2 separate regions of the Zea mays genome follow, and region 1 is linked to region 2. The links are chromatin contacts, called in public Hi-C maps. All regions are on one chromosome and are shown on one strand. Each heading gives the region's core, a stretch centred on a gene start, on an enhancer-like site or on the middle of the called end of the contact. The rest is flanking DNA. Distances are from core to core; before and after follow the strand shown.

Region 1 (6,089 bases), core at 105-2,604, 170 kb after region 2:
TTAAGAGCTTGTGCCCTTAAGCGTGGAGGTAGTTAGGACAAGAGTCTGCCATATGCAGAGTTCTCTTACAATAATAGTTATCAGGCCAGTCTGTAGATGTCTCCATTGAAGCTTTATATGGCAAAAAGTGTAGAACCCCTCTGTATTGGGATCAGACTGGTGAGAGGCAGTTCTTCGGGCCAGAAATTATTCAAGACGTAGAGGAACAAGTTCGGATGATCAGGGAGAAATTGAGGATAGCACAAACCTGACAGAAGAGTTATGCTGATAATCGAAGAAGACCACTGGAATTCGAAGAGGGTGATCACGTATACCTAAAGGTGTCACCAATTTGTGGTATGAGGAGATTTAAAGTTAAAGGTAAGCTATCCCCTCGCTTTATTGGACCCTTCAAAATCCTTAAGCGAGTTGGAGAGATGGCCTACCAGCTTGAGCTACCAGACCATCTATCTGATGTCCATGATGTGTTTCACATATCTCAACTTAAGAAGTGTCTCCGGGTTCCAGAGGAACATTTGCCTATGGAAGAAATTAGTGTGCAGGGTGATCTAACCTACACTGAGCATCCTATGAAGATCATTGACACCTTGAATCGGGTTATGCGAAACAAAGTGATCAAAATGTGCAAAGTGCAATGGAGTCATCATGGGGTAGATGAAGCTACTTGGGAGAGGGAAGAAGAATTACAAGTAGAGTTTCCCCACCTCTTTCCTAGCATGTAGTAATCTCGAGGTCGAGATTATTTTTAAGGGGGATAGGATTTGTAATACCCAACTTGTAGATAGTAAAAGAGAAGACTTAATCTCCTTATATGTATTGCCCTCTATTCATTAGAACATATGCATAATCATATTTAAAGTGAATAAATTAACTAATGAAACATAAATAATCTGGAGGTTATTTGTTTGTGCACTTAATAATAAAAATAATAAAAATAAAAATATACTAATGTTGAAATTTGAGTTTAATCTAAATTGAAATCGAGAATTTGAGAATGAAATAGAAAAGAAGAGAAGAGAAAAAGGAAAAAAACAATAAACTATAAAGAAAAATGTGTGGTATAGGAAAAATGATTCCTCGTGCTAGTATTTCTATTTGTGCATTTAATCTAGGTATGAGACTTACAAACAAATTTGAAATTCAAAGACTAGAATTTGAAATGGAGAAAGACATTCATACTAAAATAAGAAAAACAAAAGAAAACCCCGGCTGGGCCAACATCCTGAATTTGGCCCACCATCGCTTTTCAGCAACTCGGCCCAACTGGGCTGTGTGTCGCGCCGACAGGCGGGCCATGCCTGTCCGCGGCTGTCGCGCGCACCACTGGGCAGATTCCCTCACCGGGGTGCCAGCACCACTTGCCAGTGACCATATCGCGTGCGCCTCATCGCCTCTGATTCCGACCGGTGGGCCCTACTGTAGCCACTCGCGTTCTCGCGCCAACGCTGATCTTCGGGCCCCTGCTGCCAGTCACTGCACGGTGTAATCCCGACGGAAACCTTGCGCGCGGCGAAGCTCAGCCTGATCCAATCCCAGGAATCTCGATGGCAGTTTCAACTAACCGCTCCACCAGCTGGTGGCTCGATGACCCGTCCTTTAAGACCGTGACCCAGGCACCTGCGTAGGATCGTTGTTCCCGGTTGTGCGCGCCAAAAAAAGAGGAAAGGAGAGCAGAGCGCCGCCGTGAGAGAAATTCCATCCGACCGCCGATTTGACCCTGCGAACCAGACCAAAGAGGGAGCGTAGGGAGCGGGGGAAGAAGCGCGTTGGAGCCCCTCACCGTGGGAGGGCCTAGATAAACAACAATTTCTCGCCGGAGTTGTTCATCGTCGTGGAGCCGCCTCGCGCCGTTGGGCAACTCGACTTCGCTTCAATCACGGGTGAGGACCTCCTTCTCGGATCCGATATTGTCTAGGCTTCAATTAGCGCTTAGAATAAATTAGAATCGTGCGCCGTGTGCCGGGCATGCCGTGCGCCAGTGGTAGCGCCGCCGCGGGGCCATGTTCTCATCGTCCGATCGGGTGGAGGTGAGGGGTGAGCCAGGTACCGTGGATCCTTTATTTACGGCTAAGATTAGCGTAGCCTTACCCTTTCTTTCGCCCGAGACATGGCCATTGATCTGGTGATCCTCGGCCAATAATGGGTCGCTAGTGTTTTAAATCGTTGCTGTCGATCTCCGATCGGTCGGTCCAGGAGCGGTTTCTGTTACTTAAAAGCCCCATCTTAGATCTCGGATCCGACGGTCAGTTTTGTGTATCGGTTCGTTTGGGATTCTATCTAATCTGAGTCATTGGTGGGTGATCGGATGGCTGTGATTAGGGGATGCCTTGGGCCGTGAGAGTTTTGCGTATGAGCCCTCGGGGAAGATACAAACTAACCCGCCATCCACGGTTGTCTTAGAATCATTACCAAGAAGTCTTAGTTCTTATAAACCAACACCTGGATTTTCTAGGAATAGTGCCCGCCACCCAATGCTTTGAGGAAGCAATAAATAAATTAAAGAAATTGATTTTTAGCATAAAATTTATTCACCAACTTTAGGAAATTCATAACTTCTTTAATTTAGCGCCAAATTGATCCATTCCAGTTGCATTAGACTCATATTAATATTGTCTATCAGTTAGTAACCTTATTTTACCATGTAACATAGAGATTAAATCAAGCACTCATTTTGTTTTATATTTAGCACCTAAATATTCAGAAAATCATAACTCTTAAACCGTAACTCCGAATTTAGTGGTTCTTGAACCTAGGATCTCATTATGATGCGTAGAATATTATCATGCATCATGTTCTGATGTTTGGTGTGATGTTAATTTCTCCTCGCCATGTCTGTTTGTATTGTTGCGAGTAGACGAGCAAGCAATTGAGGAGCCCGGTACTCAACAGGTGGAAAATACTGAGCAAGAGCTCATTGAAGGCAAGTTGTGCCCTTGACCACTTTTATTTACCCAATAATGTTCTCTATAATCAATTTGGCATGCTTAGGCTTAATTTTGATGGGATCCAATAGGTCACCCTAGTTTGGTCATCTTTATACCTTGTTTACCACTGAACTTTTTGGGTACTATTTGCTATTACTATATGTGGTTTTGGGTATTAAGATAATTATTATTTATGATCATGCTTTATTATTGTTGTTTTATTCTATTCATGATAAGACTATTGTGTTAATTGGAACATATAGCTTAACTTGAGATAAACGTGCCACCACAAGGGTGGAATGGGACGCCTTGGCTGACTAATTAGGAAAGTTGGTGGAGGTCTACCTTACCCGAAAGGGGCTAGGGCGGTAGGGGAGTTGTTGGTGTAGGGAGGTTCTCGGGTTGATTGTGTTGCGATCGCTCTCCTCAGAAACCGTAGCGGGTTTTATGAAGCTAGTGGAACTTTGTGAAGGCCTCGTAGTGTTACCCTGCCTTGTCTCCTCGGTAGAGATGAATGGGACTTCTAGACCCCTTGGCAACTGGGTAGCATGATGACGGCGTTTTGACCCCGGGGGGGGGGTCCCTGGACCGACGAGTAAATTGTCGCTGCGTGTCCCAGCCCAGATGGGTTGGTGCGAGATGGATCACAAGGGGAAAACAGCAAGGGGAAACCGTGGCCTCGTGTTGTCCTGCGCCCAGGGCGGATGCGCTTGCAGTAGGGAGTTACAAGCGTTCGCGAGGGAGAGAGAGAGAGAGCGAGAGCCTCGTGCGTCAGCCCGTTCTCCCGCGTGGCCACCCTCTCATACGAGGGCCCTGGACCTTCCTTTTATAGTTGTAAGGAGAAGGCCCAGGTGTACAATGGGGGGTGTAGCAATGTGCTAACGTGTCTAGCAGAGGGAACCCAAAGTCCTATGTACAGGTCGACGTGGCTGTCGGAGAGGTTTTGGCGCCCTGTTCATGTGATGTCGTGGCCGTCGGAGGAGCGCTTGAGCCCTGTAGGAGCACAGCTGTCGGGTCCTTGCTGACGTCTCCTTGCTTCCGTAGGGGGTTGAGTACCGCCGTCGTCACGGAGCACGCGGGGTGCCATCATTACTTGTTTTACCGGGACGAGCCAGATGGGACATCGGTCTTGTTCCCCGTAGCCTGAGCTAGCTAGGGGTAGGGTAATGATGGCCCCCCTATGACGTGGTCGGTCTGAGCCCGAGGTCGGGCGAGGCAGTGACTCCTCCGAGGTCGAGGCTGAGTCCAAGCCCTAGGGTCGGGCGAGGCGGAGACCGTCTTCCAATGTCGAGGTTGAGTCCGAGCCTTGGGGTCGGGCGAGGCGGAGACCGTCTTCCGGAGACGAGGTTGAGTCTGAGCCCTAGGGTCGGGCGAGGCGGAGACCGTCTTCCGAGGTCGAGGTGGAGTCCGAGCCCTGGGGTTGAGCGAGGCGGAGACCGTCTTCCGGTGTCGAGGTTGAGTCCGAGCCCTAGGGTCGGGCGAGGCGGAGACCATCGTCCGAGGTCGAGGTTGAGTTCGAGCCCTAGGGTCGGGCGAGGCGGAGACCGTCGTCCGAGGTTGAGGTTGAGTCCGAGCCATGGTGTCGGGCGAGGCGGAGACCGTCGTTCGAGGTCGAGGTTGAGTCCGAGCCCTGGGGTCGAGCGAGGCGGAGACCGTCTTCCGGTGTCGAGGTGGAGTTCGAGCCCTGGGGTCGGGCGAGGCGGAGACCGTATTCCGGTGTCGAGGTTGAGTCCGAGCCCTGGGGTCGGGCGAGGCGGAGACTGTCTTCCGGTGTCGAGGTTGAGTCCGAGCCATGGGGTCGGGTGAGGCGGAGCTTCCTATGGCGCCTGAGGCCGGACTTGGCGGCTGTCAGCCTCACCCTGACGGGTGGCACAACAGTCGAAGCAGCGCAGGCGGCGCTATTTTCTTGTCAGGTCAGCCAATGGAGGGGCGAAGTGACTGCGGTCACTTCGGCTCTGTCGACTGAAGTGCGTGCGTCAGGATAAGGTGTCAAGTGATCCTTGCATTGAATGCTCCTGCGATCCGGTCGGTTGGCATAGCGATCTGGCCAAGGTTGCTTCTCCGCGAAGCCTGCCCGAGCTGGGCCTCGGGTGAGTCGAAGGTGCACCCGTTGCTTGAGGAGACCCTCGGGCGAGACGTGAATCCTCCTGGGTCGGCTATCTTTGCCCGAGGATGGGCTCGGGCGAGGCGAGATTGTGTCCCTTGAGTGGACGGAGCCTTGACCTGAATTGCGCCCATCAGGAGTCTTGGGGGTACCCCTAATTATGGTCCCCGACAGTAGCCCCCGAGCCTCAAAGGGAGTGTGGGTACTCGCTTGGAGGCTTTGTCGCACTTTTTTGCAAGGGGACTAGCATCTCTCGGTTGCATTTTGTTCCGGTGGGTGAGCGCGAGCGCACCCGCCGGGTGTAGCCCCCGAGGCCTCGGAGGAGTGGTTTGACTCCTCCGAGGTCTTAGCGCTTTTCGTGACGCCTCGGCCGGTCTGGTTGTTCCCTCATGCGAACTGGTCGTTGCCCGGGTGCATAGTCAGGTTCCGAGTTCTCGGGCCGGTATGTTGCTTTGTCAACGGTTTGGCCGGAGCCGGGTTTGCGAGAGCAGCCCCCGAGCCTCCGCACAGAGCGAGAGGACGGTCAAGGACTGACTCGGCTTTTATCATACGCCCCTTCGTCGCCTTTCCGTAAGGAGGAGGGGGGAAAGCGCCATGTTGCCCTCGGAGGGCACCGAACATGGTGTCTCCAGTGAGTTGCTAACGAGTGATCCGAGTGGACGCCCGTGCCCCGTTGGATAAGGGTCGGCTAGTGGCCCAGAGGCACGCTCCAAAAGTACCTGCAGGTGATTTGCCGGACCCGGTCCCGTTTGATAGGGTCATGCCTCCCTCTGATGGGATTCCGTTACATAATCGCTCCTGCTGGTCTCGGAAATGTCATAGGGTACCTCGGGAGCGTAGCCCGAGCCTCGGCCATGTATCGGACGTACCCAGAGTCATCCCTCGCTCTGCATGCTCTGAGGCGGCTGTCGAACCCTTCGGGGGCCAGCCTACGAACCCCTGATCAGTAGTGGGCGCGGAGCCCGAGTGGCTTGAGGCGGCCGTCGAACCCTTCCGAGGGGCCAGCCTTCGAACATCTGACCAGTAGTGGGCGCGGAGCTCGAGTGCTCTAAGGCGGCCGT
Region 2 (5,955 bases), core at 3,079-5,578:
TTGCATCTAAGTTTTCAGACATCCCACACCTTACAAGAGCTATAGCATTCAATACAAGACACACCAAAGAGATCAAATCCTCTCCCAAGTCCATAGATCATTTCCAATCAAATAGTGACTAGTGAGAGGGTGACTTGTGTTCATTTGAGCTCTTGCGCTTGGATTGCTTCTTTTTCTCATGCTTTCTTGTGATCAACTCAATTGTAACCAAGGCAAGAGACACCAATTGTGTGGTGGTCCTTGCGGGGACTTTGTGTCCGGTTTGATTGAGAAGAGAAGCTCACTCGGTCTAAGTGACCGTTTGAGAGAGGGAAGGGTTGAAAGAGACCCGGTCTTTGTGACCACCTCAACGGGGAGTAGGTTTGCAAGAACCGAACCTCGGTAAAACAAATCATCGTGTGTCACTCTTTATTTGCCCGCGATTTGTTTTTCACCTTCTCTCTCGGACTCGTTCATATTTCTAACGCTAACCCGGCTTGTAGTTGTGCTTAAGTTTATAAATTTCAGATTCGCCCTATTCACCCCCCCTCTAGGCGACTTTCACATGGCATATGACTACACTAGACACAGACGTTGCTAAGAGGGGAGGTTCCTGGATTGGGGTTGACTGACGAGGACGTGGGTCTTCTAAGGGGGTGGATTGTGATATCCTGGCCCGTGGGATGGTGATTTCCTGGCCCAAGGCTTAATAGAATTAATAGAGTATCCATACCAACAAGGTGCATCTTCTTTTTCAAAAGCCTATCTCGAAAGAACCTCCAAGTTAAGCGTGCTTGCTTTGGAGCAATTTGGGATGGGTGATCGACCAAGAAGTTTTCTCGTGTGTGCATGAATGAGGACAAAGTGCGCACAAAAGTCTCTTGTTGGTCTGTGGGGACGATATATGATCCTAGAGAGCTGCCAGGAGTAAGTACCGTCGATCCAGGGATTAGACGAGGTGTTACAAGCACCCAGGCACAACTCCGAGGACACGACGGTGAGGAGCATGCGAGATTGATTATGGCGGCGGCGAGGCTCTCCCTCCCTCTCTGCGACTAGGGTGGTAGGGCTTTGCTCGCACGGTGATATGGTCTCGCACTTGCGATATCGCTCGACCACATTCTCGATTCCATTCCAATGCCCTGGCAAGGAGTAGCCACAGAGATGAGCTCCATTCTTTGTTCGACAACGCAGGTGCCCAGAGCTCTCTCTTCACGGTTGCGCAGCAGCGAGGAGAAGGAAGTTGTTGCACAAGGTTTATGGCGATAAGGTGCGCACAGCTCAGGTTTTATACCCCGGTGGGTAGAGTTTGCCCCCGAGGATTCCAGTCGATCCCAGCAACCACGCGGCGGACAATTTCTGCGGCGGTGGGTTGAAGACAATCTTGGCGAACATGGCCCATGTGGAAGGGAGTGACGCGAGCGCGTGGACACGGTTGCAACGCTGATGTGCGGGCCCCGCAGGTCAACGTGAGCAAGGGCGTCCATGCACGGGCGTAGGGAGACCGCCCGCCCGGACCCAAATGTCGGCGCCGAGACGCCAGCGTGGAGCAGTGCTGGCGCGGGGAATAAATGGGCTGACCAGGAGATTTCAGCCCGCAAACAAGTTTGTTTCTTCTTTTTTTTTCTTTTCTATTTCCTATTTTCTATTTCAATTCCATCCAAGTTTGAATTTCAAAATATTTAAGTTAGATGTACAAACAAACTCCAGCATGTATGCAAAGCGCATTTTATTTATTTAGGAAAATATTCAGAAGATGTCATGGACACACATTATTAAAATAATTCCTAATGTAAAATTTGTATTAAGGAATAGTTTAACTTAATTTTTTAAAGGATATCTTTAAATATATAATTCAATAAAGGATATAAAACATAGTTATTTTGGGAGATGTAACTTTTAAAAGTAAGAGACTTTTAATTACAAGATATTCTAATTCAAAAATCTCTGGAGAGTTTTACTAAATTCTTAAAGTAAGATTTTTGAGGTATTACAAATTGGATCTAGACCCTGGATCGCTGATCCAACGGCCCATCCAGCGTACCGGTTCGCATAAGGGTGCTGATTTGATCTAGGACACACGTCTTTGATTCATCGGCCAGAAGCGAAAGATACCCCTTCGGCCGTGATACTTTGCAAAAGAGACCCTGTCTTTGTTTAAAAATAACCCGCCGTCCACATGTATCTAAAGAACATAGCAGGAAGCTCCTAATTTCTTTGATTTGAACCTTGGGTTCTCTTGTATTTATGGCGACAGCCAGAGGTTAAATAAAATGAGTAAATTAATATAGAAAATGATTTATAATATAGAAATAATCCTAGAATCTTGTTTAATTCATAAGCAATTCATTTTAACCCCTTTTTGATCCATTCCGGTTGCATTAAACTCATATTAATATTGTTCATCATCTAGTGACCTTATTTTATTCTGAGACATATGGTTAAAATTATGCACTTAATTTGTTTTCTGTCTAACACATAACCTTTAGAAAATCATAACTCCTTAATCGTAACTCTGATTTTAGTGGTTCTCGAACCTATAATTTCATAGCAACGTGTAGATCATTATTATATAGTTTATGCTCATGTTTGTTGTGATGTTAATTTCTCCTATACCATGTTTGTTTGTATTGCTGCGAGTAGACGAGCAAGTGACCGAGGACCCTGGTACTCAGCAGGTGGAAACTACTGAGCAGGAGCTCGTTGAAGGCAAGTTGTGCCCTTGATCACCTTTCTTTACCCAATAATATTCATATTAATCATTATGATTTGTATAGGTAAATTTTGATGGGACCTAATAGGTTACCCTAGTTTTGTTTACCCCACACCTTGCAAACAAATGAACTATTGGGTAGACATGCTATTGCTCTACATGGTTTTGGATTAATGCTATACTGATTTATGATCATGTTTCATTATTATTGCTGGTTTATTATTGTTCATGACAAGATCATTGTGTTAATTGAAAAATAGAGCGACCACCCGGGATAGCAGTGCTACCATAAGGGTGGTATGGGACGCCCTTGGCTGACTAATTAGGAAAGCTAGTGGAGGACTACCTTACCCGAAAGGGGCAAGGGCGGTAGAGGAGTTGTGGTATAGGGAGTTTCTCTGGTCAATCATGCTGTGATGACTTTTTGGACGAGGGATTCCTACGTCGTTCTTCTCAGAAACCGTAGCGTGTTTTCTGAAGGTAGTGGAACTTTGTAAAGGCCTCGTAGTGCTACCCTGCCTCACCTCCTCGGTAGAGCTATATGGAGTCCGTACAACCCCGTGACAGATGGGTAACACAACTTGTGGGTAGAGATGCGCAACCTCTGCAGAGTGTAAAACTAGTATATCAGTCATGCTCACGGTCATGAGCGGCTTGGACCCTCACATGCGTAACTTATGAAATTAAACTTAATTGGTCATTTGCATCGCATTGTGGTTTTATTATTAATTATGATCTCATTTATTTGGGTTGATATTTACTTATACTTAGTAATTGCTAATAAAATTTGACCAACTTATTAAAAGCAATGCCTTGCCTTAACCATTATTTGTTGACCAGCTTGGCACTATACTGTAAAGCCCAAATTTTGTATAAGAGAAAAATAATAAAAATAAATGAACAAATGTATTTATGTGATAGTGTTTTTGTGATTATGGAACCTTTGGAGATTATTTGGTTTCCTTTCCTTTTTTCATATTAAATTAATGGAATCAAATTAGTTAGGTAACCAATAAATAAAGAAAAGTGCATTTCATGCTGGTATCTTTTGTTTGTGGCATTTGGTTCGAGCAACCAGAAATTGAAATGCATTCAAATTGAGTTTGAACCTTGGAAAACAAAAACAAGAGAAATAGAAGTGATAAAAGAAAAAGGAATGAATACCAGCGCCAGCTTGGGCCCAAAGTCGAACCACGGCCCAAAACAGTCATCCTTTCGCGTGGCCCATATCCTGCTCGCGCAACCCGGCGCTGACAAGCGGGCCTGGTCTGTCAGCCACCCGTCGCGCGTGCCACTCGTGGGGTCGCTACTCACCCTCTCAACCGCGTGCACCTGCATTAGCTTTATCGCCGACGAGTGGGCCCGCTGGATCAAGTCGAGCTTCCGGCTCCTAGCTCGGGGAGCGGCCGTTGCAACAGAATCCGGGGATTCCAGTGTGGCAGATCTCAACGGCGTGTGCTCTGGGCCTTTATGTGCCGGCACTGTGATCGACTTCCCCACCCTCGCGTTGATGCTATCGGGCTCGGGGGTAGTGTCCTTGGGCGCGGGACCGCAGTTCACCAGCGTAGTCGCCGCCGCACGGAGTGGGCGCCGCCGTGTCCTGGGGCCGGTAGGAGAAGAGAAGCCGCCAGCCGTTGATTTCATGGCAACCGGCTGGGATTAGAAGATAGCTTACCCCTTCGTCCAATAGAACCCAGGCCATAGATCTATAATCCAATGGGTACATCAATCTCAGTCATTTAGAATCCGGACCGTAGATCTCAGATCCAGTGGTCTGCGCTGCGCTCCGTTTATTATATGATCGATCTAATCTGAGCTGTATGATTCAAATCCAACACCCTTCGACTAGGGAAATTTACATATGAATCCCCGGTAATAGTAAGAATTAACCCGCCGTCCGCCTAGACACGAGAAACATCACAGAGAGGTCCCGAAAATTACAAGTTGATCTGTGAGCTTTCAAATTTTTGCGTCCGCAGTCCATAGGCAATCAGGAAAATAGTAAATTAATATTGAAAATGATTTTTAGTATGAAAACAATTCTAGAAACTTGTTTAATTTATAATTAATCCATTTTAACTCCTTTTTTTACGATTCTAGTTGCATTAAATACATATTAATATTGTTTATTTTTTGGTAACTTTATTTTGTTATGAAACTTAGGATAAAATTATACACTTAATTTTTTTTAAATATAACACCTAAACCTTCGGAAAATCATAACTCTTTAACCATAACTCCAAATTTAGTGGTTCTCTAACCTAAGATTTCGTTACGATGCATAGAATATTATCATGCATTCTGTTCTGATGTTTGGTGTGATGTTAATTTCAACTATAACATGTTTGTTTGTATTGTTGAGAGTAGACGAGCAAGCAACCGAGGATCTCGATACTCAGCAGTTGGAAAATACTGAGCAGGAGCTCATTGAAGGCAAGTTGTGCCCTTGACCACTTTTCTTGACCCAATAATGTTCTATATAATTACTGTGGCATTTTTAGGCTTAATTTTGATGGGACCCAATAGGTCACCCTAGTTTGTTTTACTTATTGCCTTGATCACCACTAAACTTTTGGGTAGTCACTGCTCTTGCTCTATGTGGTTTTGGGTGTTAAGATAAATATGCTTCATGATCATACTTTATTATTGTTATTCTACTCTTTAATGTTCATGATAATACTATGGTGTTAATTGGACATGAAGCTTAACTTGAGAATACAGTGCTACCACAAGGGTGGAATGGGACACCCTTGGCCAAGTAATTAGGAAAGCTAGGGAGAGACTACCTTACCTGAAAGGGGCAAGAAGGAACGCGTCACTGCAGAGTATAGGGAGGTTCTCGGGTCAGACTATTTGTTTAGCTTTCTGGACGAGGGAATCCTATGCTTCCTTCGTCCTGAATCCGTAGCAGGTTTTCTCGAACTAGTGGAACTTTGGAAAGGCTTCGTAGTGCTACCCTGCATTGTCTCCTTGGTAGAGATGAATGGGACTTATAGACCCCTTGGCAAATGGGTAGCATGACTTGTGGGTAAAGATGTGCAACCTCTACAAAGTGTAAAACTGGTAAACTAGCTGTGCTCGCGGTCATGAGCAGCTGAGGACTCTCACATGATTAACTTATGGAATTAAACTCAATTTGTCATATGCATCGCATAGTGGTTTTATTATTAATTTTGATCTATTATTACTCTGGTTTAGTATATACTTATATTTAGTATCTGCTAAAAAATTTGACCAACTTATTAAAAGCAATGCTCAGCTTT

What was found. Hi-C and Micro-C count contacts between places; a contact is called where the count stands out from the background.
Region 1: a Hi-C map of bundle sheath shows a contact between it and region 2, with 4 times the contacts expected there. The contact joins two enhancer-like sites. A contact is called at or near these places in 3 of 25 Hi-C or Micro-C datasets (bundle sheath, endosperm and leaf).

Annotation. Positions count from the first base shown.
Region 1 is chr8:54,179,982-54,186,070 of Zm-B73-REFERENCE-NAM-5.0, forward strand. No RefSeq gene overlaps it. Among protein-coding and RNA genes, the nearest start is that of LOC100284736, 110 kb to the right of the region's middle. Within about 2 kb of position 1,355, at least 17 of the 20 cell types and tissues checked have an H3K27ac peak or open chromatin away from gene starts, as enhancers often do. A contact at or near this core is called in bundle sheath and leaf, where this site is marked.
Region 2 is chr8:54,011,358-54,017,312 of Zm-B73-REFERENCE-NAM-5.0, forward strand. No RefSeq gene overlaps it. Among protein-coding and RNA genes, the nearest start is that of LOC103635202, 82 kb to the left of the region's middle. Within about 2 kb of position 4,329, at least 18 of the 20 cell types and tissues checked have an H3K27ac peak or open chromatin away from gene starts, as enhancers often do. A contact at or near this core is called in bundle sheath and leaf, where this site is marked.